Linked DNA regions of Mus musculus: all the other regions are linked to region 3. Evidence: chromatin contacts called from public promoter capture Hi-C data. All regions are on one chromosome and are shown on one strand. The core of a region is the stretch at or near the end of the contact, and the rest is flanking DNA. Distances in the headings are between cores, read along the strand shown.

Region 1 (4,028 bases), core at 1,250-3,749, 940 kb before region 3:
CTTTCTGTTAAAGGTCCTGAGTTCAACTCCCAGTGACCACACGGTGGCTCACAACCATCTGTGATTGGATCAGATGCTCTCTTCTGGTAGTATCTGAAGAGAGCAACAGTGTACTCATGTACATTAAAAGACACCTTACATGGGGCGTGCATTGTGGCACAGGACTTTAATTTCAGCACCCAGGAGGCTGAGACAGGCAGACCTCTGAGTACCAGAAAAACAAAAACTCAGAGCTCACTAAGGTCATGTGCTGGGCTGGAGAGAGGGCCAACAGACCCACATCTTTGATCTACATGGGTTCCACACACACAGAAGCAACCATGACATGTACTATGTGGTGGGGAAGGGAAAGAAATCATGGTACAATTTTAATACTGATGTTGTCTGTCGGTCTTTTGGGTTTTCTGCAGTTTGAAAATTACATTTTTAGCACTAATTTAAGTCTGAGAACCCCCTTAAGTGGTTGCTGTGCACATTAAACAATCCAATCACAAATTTGGAATAACTGACATGAAAAGTATATATAGGACAGGTATATGTATTATGGGATGTTCTACTTTGGCTTATATAATCAGTTTATGGGATCACAACCTCAGCTCCAGGTTGCTTTTTACTGCCAATACCTTAAGCCCACTTCATAATGGTGTTATCAATGGCCTCACTGATCACAGGGGCCACTTGCAGGTGCCATGTAAACAGCAATCAAGCACCAAAGCTAGTGGTTTCCTCCTTCAAAAACACCCACCTTGCTGGGGTGGATGCCCACATGGACGGTTGTGCCATTAGCCTTCTCTCGCTGGACTCGTTCGATGTAGATGACGTACTTCTTCCTGTACACTTGGACCACCTTGCCAATCTGCTGGCCTTTGTAGTGTCCGCGAACAACCTGAGTGCAAGTGAAAAAAAAACTGAGCAAGGGCTAGAGTGTAACCCAGAGAACCAGAACTGCCGAATCATTCATACACTGTGCACCTCCAGCAGACCCACACGTCCCCTTTTTGGGGTGGGAATGGGGTTACTGGGACTCAAATCCAGGACCTGTATATACAAGGTAAGCACTATGTGAACAGTGAGCTAAATCCCCAACCTTTTCATCTTCACAGACTGGAAACAAACCAGGCCAATCACCTATAGCAAAGAAAGGCTTTCTAAATAACAGACAAATCAAGACTGTTGCCATCCTATAGCTGTTTTCAACCCATGTCGATCCTCCCAAAGAAGTGTTTCATTTTATTAAGTATTCTTAAAAAGTGTTAAGATGTGCCAGTCTCGAAGTGCACACCCTTTATCCTAGGGCTCTATCTTATCTCTTTTCCAGGTCAGCCAAGGGCTACCTACACAAAGAAACCCACCCTGCGTTCTTTTAAAGACTTCCAGAACTTACCAATCACTAGCTATAAATTACAGCTACAGATAATCTCTCCCCAATAGAGCTAATAGAACCCCACACAAAGACATTAGCAAACCGCTGAGGCAGGACCAAAAAGCACACTGCTTTCCAGTTCTTTTGATGCAAAGCAACCCTTTCATACATCAAATGCAGGTTTTCTCACCCCCCCCCGCGCCCCCCAAATAATCGTAAAATTCCATTCAGCTTCGCCTCGCCAAGCAAGGACACATACCTGAACTTCGTCATCCTTCCGAATGGGCATAGACCGAACGTTATACTTCTGTCTCAGCTCTTTGGAAAGAGGGGAAGACATGATCTTCCTCCGAATGTGAGAGGGCGCATTGAAATGCCGTTTGCGGTTCTTGCTTCGGTCAGAAGTCACGAAGGGATTGAACTTCATTTTGGCTTAAAAACAAACAAAAAAAACAAAAACAAAAACCAGAAGACCCTTTAACGTTTCAAGTCTCAACCAGTTCCCTAAACAGCATCAACTCCACTCTGAAAGCACACAACGTTCACTGGAAGGTATCATGCTCGGTTACTCCAGACCTTCCCATCTGAGGGTTTTTTCGTCTTTAAAGACTGAAAACAAGATGAAGACTCTGCCATTAGTAACACCTATCCTACTTTTAAACTTGACTTTCCAACTTCAGCATCCCGGGAGGGTCCTACACAGCGTCGGTCTTTACCTTCTCATTTACCGCTTCTGGTGCTCTGCATTTTGCCCCCCACTTGAGCATGGAAGCAAGGGCGGATCTCCAAGCCCTCCCAACTGGCGAGAGGGCAACCGCACGGCTGACCCGGGGCTTATGATTATTTAACTCCATCTCCATGGGCCCCGCCGGCCTTCGAGTCCACGAACCTGGTCCCCTTAACCCTCTCCAGCCCCGCGGGCCCTGGCTAGGAAAGACACGGACCGAGCCCGCCCCAGTTCGGCTCCCTGGCTGATGCCGGGCCAGCAAGGCCGTCTCGGGGCCTCGGGACAGAAAAGCCTCCTCGCCTCGCCGCGGATGGCTGCGGATTACCAGCGACAACCCGCCGAGAACTCACCGGCTGCGATCCACCGATGGCCGCAAAAGGAAAGAGAACTACACGCGACTTCCGGTTCTGTAAGTTGCCGCGAGATCTCGCGAGAGTCTCGGAGCGAAAGGGGAGAGGAGGTTGGGAGAAAAGAAGAAACTAGGAATGGGAGTTTAGCGACATCTAGCGGCTCGGAGGGGGACTGCGAGGGGTCCTGACGTCATCCCTCGGAGGTGTGCGTGGTAGGCTTAGTCCTCTGGGGAAGGCAGTGCTCCTGGGATGAAGAGGGTTGCTTAGGGACGGTAGGCCGGCGTGAGAGGACCTGGGGGACCTCACCCTTTCATTCCTGGGCTCCGGGCGAAGCGCAAGACCTACTTTTAGGCGCCGAGTGGCTCTGGGACCTTGGCCAGACGGTTACCTCGGTGACTTGACCCATAGGAGTTAGTTCTTATAATTAGCCCCAGCCGGCCGCCCCCACATCTGGGTAGACTACTCTGGGTCCTTCTGCGAAATTGAGACCATCCCTCACCTGGACGGAAATAGGTCTTGGCCCCCTGATGATGCCAAGTTGCCGGTTCAAATCACACTTAAACAAACAGACCCGAGGCCAGATCCCCCGGAGCTCCCGGGGACTGGACCACCAACAAAAGATTACAGGCTCCGGTCACAAACGGGGCAGAGGATGACCTTGTTGGACATTAGTGAGAGGGGCGGCCCTTGGGCCTGAGGGTGTTCCATGCCCCAGTGTAGGGGAATGCCAGGGCGGGAAGACGGGAGTGGGTGGATGGGTGGGGGAGGTAAGGACAGAGGGGATGGGATAGGGGAGTTCCGAAGGGGAGACCTGGAAAGGGGAAAACATTTGAAATGTAAATAAAGAAAATATCCAATTTAAAAAAAAAAAAAAGGAAAAGCCGGCATTGGTGGCGCCTGCCTTTAATCTCAGTACTTGGGAGGCGAGGCAGGCGGATATCTGAGTTCGAGGCCAGCCTGGTCTACAGAGTGAGTTCCAGGACAGCCAAGGCTACACAGAGAAACCCTGTCTCGAAAAACTGAAAACATGAAAAGAGAAAAAGAACGGAAGAAAGAAAGAACGGAAGAAAGAAAGAAAGAAAGAAAGAAAGAGAGAAAGAGAGAAAGAGAGAAAGAGAGAGAGAGAGAGAAAGAAAGAGAGAAAGAGAGAAAGAGAGAGAGAGAGAAAGAAAGAAAGAAAGAAAGAAAGGAAGAAAGAAAAGAAAGAGACACGGGGTGGGGGGACACTCTCATCGCAGACAGGTGTACCCTTTAAAACTATGACCTCAACCCCCTCCTGAGAGTTCTCGGTTCCAGATCTGATGGAGGTAGGTCAAGGGGATCCGATTCTCTGCAAATGGGTTCGGAGGCATCGGTTTCTGTAGATAATATAGCCGTCATGCTAACAGGAGGCACATACTGTCTTAAGATACAGGGAGCTTACGGAACACTAGGCAGGACACACTCTTCTATACCCTTTCACATCACTAACGTCTTTAGGCTGATGCAGGTGTACTGTCCTCAGTTTACAGAGTGGATAACTGAGGTACGGAGCAGTGACAGGAAGGTGCAAAGGGACACAGGACCTATGACTTCTAGAGAAGTTTAG
Region 2 (3,514 bases), core at 341-2,840, 850 kb before region 3:
TACAGTGTACTTACATAGAATAAATAAATAAACAAATAAATCTTAAAAAAAAAAAAAAAGACTATGAGCCGGGCGCGGTGGCGCACGCCTTTAACCCCAGCACTTGGGAGGCAGAGGCAGGCAGATTTCTGAGTTCGAGGCCAGCCTGGTCTACAGAGTGAGTGCCAGGACAGCCAGGACTGCACAGAGAAACTGCACAGAGAAACCCTGTCTCGAAAAACAAAACCAAAAAAAAACCCAAACCAAACCAAACCACCCAGAATCTGACTGTGGCTCCTTTGCTCCTAAACTTGCAGGGACTGGCTACTGCCTCATTGGGTGCAGTTGTCACTTGCCTGGCAAGTAGGGAAGCGAAGGCCCTGAGGTGGTCTTGATCCCGATGCTCTACTGGGATCCCAGGAGTGTTGGAGCGAGCCCTTCAATACCGAGCCTCTGGGATTAGGGTTTGTGCATGAGGGCAGACGCCCTTCACAATCCCTGCTTTCTGCTGCTGTTTACCATTTCCCAAATTCCCTCTGACCAGTCCCCGATGCTCACCGTACCCAAGAACTATTAATCCAGGCACAGGAGGGGACTGGAAGAAGCCTCTTTGCCTGCGACACGGTGGAGTGGAGGAAGCTGAATGTAACTTTAAAACTCAGCCCAGGGCTCACACCTCAAAGTGTCACTGACTCGCTCTCCCCATTGGAACTGGGGGAACACAGGCTGCTGCCTGGGTTGAAATGCCGTAATTAAGAGTTTCCAAGAGTGTCCTTAACTCTGATTGCCTGCTTAAACACTCCTGGAGTGGTGACCTTCACCCGCCTGGCTTTTCCTACCTGCTCCTTATACTGATCCGCATGCCGACGCTCGTCTTCAACCTGCATGAAGATTTCTTTCAGTTTCTTCTCTGTTCGACGGACTAGTTTGTTGGCAGCTGCTCGCTCCCTGACAAAGTGACCAAAGTAGTTTTAAAACTTGAAATTAATTATATTTTAAGCGGGGAAGTATTTTTGGAGTTGTTTTTCTTTAGAAAATGACACCTACTGGAACGGCCTTCAGACCTCCCAGAAGCCTGACGCAGGGACTGCCTTTCCGTGTCCTCAGTGGCAGCACTGCCTTGTTTCTGTGCACACAGTGAGTGACATATGCCACATACACATGCCAGTCATAGGGAACAGACATGGTTATCACATAACAAACACCTAGTCTATGGAGTGACTGTCTCAGATGAAGAGTTTACAGCCAATGGAAGCAGCAAACCCTACCCACTGGGGAACAGTGAAATAACCACCACTCTCTGGCCTGGGACTGCGCCTGGTTAGAGGAGATGAACACGGAGAGTCCCTGCAGACAGGAACTGTTCCTTCCTAGCTGGATCTGGGTCTGGTGGAGTCAGGTAAGGCGACTTAAACCTTGCTAGTGAAAGCTTCATTGCCGTGCCTTGCTGGAGACACTTCAGGCCGAGTGGGGGGAGGGCTAGGGATGTAGCACCGGGGCTGCATTTCCGGTCCCATCCTCCCCAACGAGGTGGGTAGGAGTGCTACCACCTGCTGCAGCCGCCTGCTCATTCCATCCCATGCAGTGCTTTGATTCATTTGGTGTGATGGAAACTGCCTGGGGGAGAATGCTTTTGAGAAATACTGCAAATGAGCACCTCACAGGGTGCAACCATCAGAAGTCTGCAGTGAATCCATAAAGATGCTGGTGCTAGGAAGTCATGGGGCAGCATGAGGACTTCCAGCAGGGCCAGGCAGAGCCCCAGCCCCTCCTTAGGCACGGCTCTCACTGCTCTCAGAACCTTCTAGCTCCTGTGCAGGTCACACACCCTGCATTCCCACATTCCCTTGCACTGGGTGTTCCTATGGGCGAGGCTACTTCTGGGTCATGAGATGGCCCACAACATCTTACTTGGCTTCCTGCTCAAGCTGCTCCTCCAGCTGCCCAATCTTGGCTTCCAGGGCTGAGATGGTAGCCTTGAACTTGGACTTGACTGCCCCCTCCAGCTCCTGCAGCTTGGCCTTCAGCTCCTTGTTTTGTCGCTCCAGCTGCTGGCGGGCATTGTCACTCTTCTGGGCAGCGCTGCGCTCTGCTGCCAGCTCTGTGTTCAGTGTGTCCACCTACAAGAGGAGGGAGGTCAGATAACCTGTGCAGGGGCAATGCTGCTGCCCCCAGGGCCGGCCGCATGGCACCTGCAGCGTGGTCTTGCGGAAGCGGTCATTGAGCAGCTCCATGTTGCTCTGCTCCTCCTCCAGCTCCTCTTCCAGCTGTGCGATCCGCGCTTCCAGGCGCCGCTTCTCATCCAACAGCGCAGACCTAAGCTCGAGGAAGGGGCCGAGCACAGAGCATAGGATGAGAACTGTGAGTGTGACTCCCGATTAGTCCCTGCATTTATCCCTGATCTGTGGGTAAGCCCCACCCTCAGACAGTTCTCTTTCCTTCCCAAATCTGCCTTCCTGGTCCTGCACTGTCCTCTGAACCACTGTGGTGACCTCTCTGCTGCTTAACTCTGCCTCTAGAATTTGGCCAAGATCTTGGATGAACTCTAATGTCCTAGCACTCCCAAGGAGAAAGCAACTTAATTGGTCAAAAGAAATCATTAAAAACAAACAAACCAAGCCGGGCGTGGTGGCGCACGCCTTTAATCCCAGCACTTGGGAGGCAGAGGCAGGCGGATTTCTGAGTTCGAGGCCACCCTGGTCTACAGAGTGAGTTCCAGGACAGCCAGGGCTATACAGAGAAACCCTGTCTCGAAAAACCAAAAAAAAAAAAAAGAAAAAAGAAAAAAACAAACAAACAAACAAACCCCCAAACAAAAACAAAACCAAGAAACTCCAAGGAAGATTGTAAGGAAGCTACTAGCCAAGCCAAGTCTGAAAGGGAGGCCCTCAGGTGCCAGGTTTGGTCAGTGGTGTCTTGGCAACTATCCAAACAAAAACAACTATTGATTGCCACTTTACATTTCCTATAGTAACTTTATGGTAAACCCTATACATGACAACATGGAGAAATCAAATTGGTACTGACAAGGAAGCTTTTTCCTTGCTGGAAAACATTCATAGTAACAGAAGGGGCTAATTTAGGATCCTGAGAGGAGGAAAGTTATCAACAGTCTTATCCATCTGTGGGCCCCATGAGCTATGGTAATGGCCAGTACATCAAGGTATACTCAAGGATGCAATATTGGCATACATGTTATGGTGTTTTAGTTAAGGTTTCATTGTTATGAAGAGACACCATGAACACCGCAACTCTTATAAAAGACAATATTTAATTGAGGCTTGCTTACACGTTCAGTCTATTATCATTATGGAGGGCACTATGGCAGCATCTAGGCAGCCATGGTGCTGGAGGAACTAAGAGTTCTATCTCTTGTTCCAAAGGCTTTCAGGCAGTCTGTGGATGTGCACTCTGTAAGGCCAGTGGCACCTACCGCCACAGGTGTACACGCATGTGTGTGCATGGGCATATGAGTGTGTGGCCCTATGTGTGACAGGCAGTGGCTGAGGATGCCCAGACTTCTTGTCATCCTTTT
Region 3 (3,897 bases), core at 129-2,628:
TGATGCAGGAAAAGTGCAAAATTTCCCCTCCCAATGTCCTACAAGTTTTCTGTGAAAAGCCCATAGCACCCGTGCCCAACTAGCTACTAACTGGTGACCATGGAGTGTGAACTTCAGTTTATAACCTTTCTGGGGATTACTGGGTGAAGGGATACCCCACCAAAAGGTTATTTTGACCTCACTTTTACAGGAGCCTGGGGAAGTCTATGCATGCAGTCAGCCACAAGCATGATGGGCAAGAAGCCCCAGAAAAGGGGGGCAAATATTCGATTGCTCAAGTCCCAGCTCCCCCAGGTCATAGCCTACCCTAGGACCACAGAGTTAGCACCGAGTAGGCAGTACGTGGCTGAGTCCCCTCAACAGGGGGAGGATTCTCGCTGATCTTCATCCCTAAGGCCGCCAGCCTCAAGCTCAAAGATGGGCAGGGTCTCTGCCAGTCCCTGGAAGCCAGTTCCACCCCCAAGTTAATCCCCATACTCTGCTGCCATCACCGGCAACTCACCAGGGGTCCGGGGCCATGGTGCAGTCTCCGCCCGCAGCTGGGACACTTCCTGCTCGTAGCAGCTGACTACGGCGGCCCGTGCGGCTCATTCCCCGCAGTTCGGAGAGTGCGCGACCCGAGCCCAGAGTTTGCAAAGTGAAACCTGTTTTAATTGACCTCAGAACGACGTCCCCGCTACCCAGAGCGCACCCCTAAGGGAGTGGGTAGCAAGAATCTATTTTTGTTAATTCACATGAATTGCTGGACGCAAGAAAAATAGTTAAATTGTTGAGCAGAATCAAAACATTTTCCCAGGGAATGGAAACGCGTCAACCCCGGCTCTCTGTATTTTTCTTCTTAATTCAAAACAGCAAGACAAGCTGGGTGTGATAACTCAAGCCTGGAATTCCAGCACTTGGATGGCTGAGGCAGGAAATATACATACAGGCAACATATGTACCATACATGCATGAATACATACATACATACATACATACATAAAAATAGTTGCATACTGTACTAAAACGTTTTTAGTGATTTTTTTAAATTTTTCTTTTAAAAAGAAGTATCAATGCCATGTTTTTTATAGCAACCTATTCATCATAGGCAATTCTCTGTGCTCAATTATTCTGTGTTCAATTATTTTTAATAATCATCACGAGGGGCTTAATTGTATAGTTTTTAAAAAGTCACAGACCTGTACACGGGAGAGGAGGAAATTTACCTTGTGCACTTAGCGTCAACCTACCACCTACATTTCCAGAATGGATAAAATACATACTAAGGAAGTCCTCCCAACATTTGCAAGAGGGGAAATCAACTCAAACACAGTGGGCTGGGTTTCTGCTCCTGCATGAACCTAGCACGCATGCGTGCGCCAGTTACCATGACGACCAGGAGACGCTGCACCCTGGAGTTGAAGAATCAATGAGCTGAAACTCTCCAGGATGGAAGAACAAGTTTTACCCGAGCTGGATGTAGCAGAACTGGAGCTTCAGGCTGTGATCGGCTTCAATGGTGAGACCTTGAGCAACCATGATTTGATGCCTCAGGGACAGTGAGACGCTGACCTGGTAGCGCCTGAGAGGCAGTGGGAATAGCGGCAAGAGTGTGGCCAGGCACCACCCGCCCCAGGATGGTGGCAGATCTGGGCCTCATTCCTGAGCCTCAGGAACTGGCATGGGTGTAAGAGCTCAGATAAAGCTCCTCCAGAGACCAAATGAGCCTAACTCGGTAGGAGTATGAATAAGGGTCTTTCCCAAAGTAAGAACTCAAAGGTTTAAGACCAGGATAGAAGGGAAGTAGGACATTAAGGGAGAAACCTTTTTAATTCTGGAGGGGCCTTCTTGTGGTGCTCACACTTTATTTGTGACTGTCGTGGTAAATATTGAGAGAGAAATGCTGTGATTGGGGGTCGTGTTTGGCGTGTAGCGAAAAGGCAAGGAGTTAAATTTTAGGGGGAAAATTGATTTTTTAAAACGAATGTAGTGCCTGAAAGCTTTACCGTTGAAAGGATGCGGTGCGGAACGATTACAGAGTAAATAAAGGTTTAAGCGCTCCTGGCATTAACTCTTGAGTCTTCGTTGCTCTGTGCTGCTTTAATTGAAAGCCAGCGTTTTCTGTATCTGAGCCAACACTGTCTGTAGAGATGGACAAATATTACCGATAAGAAGTGATCCCTGGAGAACTGCAAAAAAATATTCTGGTGAGCCGGTCAGTGCAAAGACACACAAGATCTGTGATTGATTTTTTTTTAAGTAATTTACTTTATGTGCATTAGTATTTTGCCCTGCCATATGGATGCTGAGATTGAACCCTGGTCCTTCGGAGGAACAGCCCATGCTCTTAACCACGGAGGCATCTCTCTAGCCTGTAACTGAATTTTTGCTAACACAGTAAGGAAAGAATCTTAAAGTGTATCAAAGTTTGGGAAAAGGGTTGCTTAAAAAAAAAAACAAACAAACAAAAAAACCTGCGTGGGTGTTTTGCTCAGAGCGCATATCTGTGAACCAGTGCCCAAGGAGGCCGGAAAAGAGCATCAGATCCCCCAGGACTAGAGTTACAGACAGACGTGAGTCCCATGTGAGTGCTAGGAATGAAAGCTGGGTCCATTGGGAAAGAAGCCAGGGTTCTTAACTGCTGAGCCAACTCTCGGGCTCCTTGTTTTATTTTTAATTATGTGTATGGGGTGGAGGAATGGACATGTAAGTGCAGGTGCTCGTGAAGACCAGGAGAGGGCGCCAGATCTGGTGGCAGTGAAGTTACAGGTGGTATGTCCTAGGAAGTGAGGTCAGGTCCTCTGCAAGAGTTGTGTACACTCTTGCCTAGACTTCTCCCGAGCCCGTGGGAAAAAGTTATTTATTGAAAGAAGCCAAGAAAAGACTGATTTTTTTTATTGTGAAAAGACTCTTTTTGAATTTAAATAGTCTTTAACCAGAGGCTAAGGATTGGGGTGCAGATCATTGCAAATGGCCAGAAAAGGGGGGGGGCTGAGAAATGGAGAGTGAAGATCCAGGAAGGGGGAGGAGGCGGGGGCGGGGACTAGACTTTGAGGTCAGAGTTTAGAGTTCACATGAAATTAATCATATGCTAGGCCAACCTAATCTACATACTGAGTACTGAGTTCTAGGATGGCCAAAGCAAAAAAAAAAAAAAAAAAAAAAAAAAAAAAAAAAAAAAAAAGTTGAGAAGTTGAATGCAAAATTAGAACTCATAGTAACAGTTGTGTTATTAAACTTGAATTTGAAAACGGTGATGCATATATGTAACTGTACCAGGTATTGTACTCTGATGTGAGCTTATCAAGTAAACAAACAGAATATAATTGTGTCAGATATGGAAACATCAGGCTGTTGCTATTGAGAGTCTGGTCACATTCAACCGATTTTTCCATTATATCTAGAGCTCTTATAAGTTAAAAAAGCAACAACAACAGATCGGTCAGGGATCTGCAGGCCAGATTGGTCCCACTGTGTGTTTTGTAAATAAAGTTCCATTGGAATTCAGCCATGTCCTTTGTATTGGTGCAGTCTATGGCTATTTTCACACTACACTAGCAGAGATGACTGACTGCAACACCGGCCGTATGGCTCAGAGTCTAAAATAAACCATATGGTTTGTTTTTCTGGCTCTGTAGAAAGAGCTAAGCTCCTGAAAAACATAATGGCAATAATAACAATGTTAGTAATCATAAATATAAATGTCTATCCGTTAAAAGCCTAAAAGTGTTATTAAAACAGTGACATCACTTTTTATTTCTCAAATAAGCAAAGGCCATATATATATATATATACATATTTATATATATATATATATATATAAACATAAGAAGATAAAAGTAAGGCATTTTCTTTTTTTAAAAGACTTATTTATTTTTTATTTATTATTTATTTATTATTATTATTATATGTAAGTAC

Evidence for each region. Promoter capture Hi-C pulls out the DNA fragments that hold promoters and counts their contacts.
Region 1: a contact with region 3 is called in a promoter capture Hi-C map of second pharyngeal arch cranial neural crest. The contact joins the promoter of Rpl26 here to the promoter of Cfap52 in region 3. A contact is called at or near these places in 4 of 39 promoter capture datasets (the 3T3-L1 cell line, hippocampal neurons and second pharyngeal arch cranial neural crest).
Region 2: a promoter capture Hi-C map of embryonic stem cells shows a contact between it and region 3, with 2.9 times the contacts expected there. The contact joins the enhancer-like site here to the promoter of Cfap52 in region 3. A contact is called at or near these places in 9 of 39 promoter capture datasets (the 3T3-L1 cell line, 3T3-L1-derived adipocytes, cranial neural crest and 5 more), 4 of 484 Hi-C or Micro-C datasets (cortical neurons, palatal mesenchyme and stem cell-derived neural progenitor cells), 1 of 115 datasets of contacts at active chromatin or transcription factors (astrocytes) and 1 of 9 other capture datasets (embryonic stem cells).

The regions. Positions count from the first base shown.
Region 1 is chr11:68,900,037-68,904,064 of GRCm38.p6, reverse strand. Rpl26 (ribosomal protein L26) reads right to left here and starts at 2,499. Exons shown (of 4, transcript NM_009080.2): 1 at 2,441-2,499; 2 at 1,623-1,795; 3 at 746-886. The coding sequence starts at 1,790.
Region 2 is chr11:68,810,382-68,813,895 of GRCm38.p6, reverse strand. It overlaps Myh10 (myosin, heavy polypeptide 10, non-muscle), which reads right to left. Exons shown (of 41, transcript NM_175260.2): 37 at 2,172-2,295; 38 at 1,891-2,099; 39 at 819-927. Among named protein-coding and RNA genes, the nearest start is that of Ndel1, 41 kb to the left of the region's middle. Within about 2 kb of position 1,590, at least 10 of the 459 cell types and tissues checked have an H3K27ac peak or open chromatin away from gene starts, as enhancers often do. A contact at or near this core is called in embryonic stem cells, where this site is marked.
Region 3 is chr11:67,963,123-67,967,019 of GRCm38.p6, reverse strand. Cfap52 (cilia and flagella associated protein 52) reads left to right here and starts at 1,378. Exons shown (of 14, transcript NM_027963.2): 1 at 1,378-1,498. The coding sequence starts at 1,429. Stx8 (syntaxin 8) reads right to left here and starts at 562. Exons shown (of 8, transcript NM_018768.3): 1 at 503-562. The coding sequence starts at 519.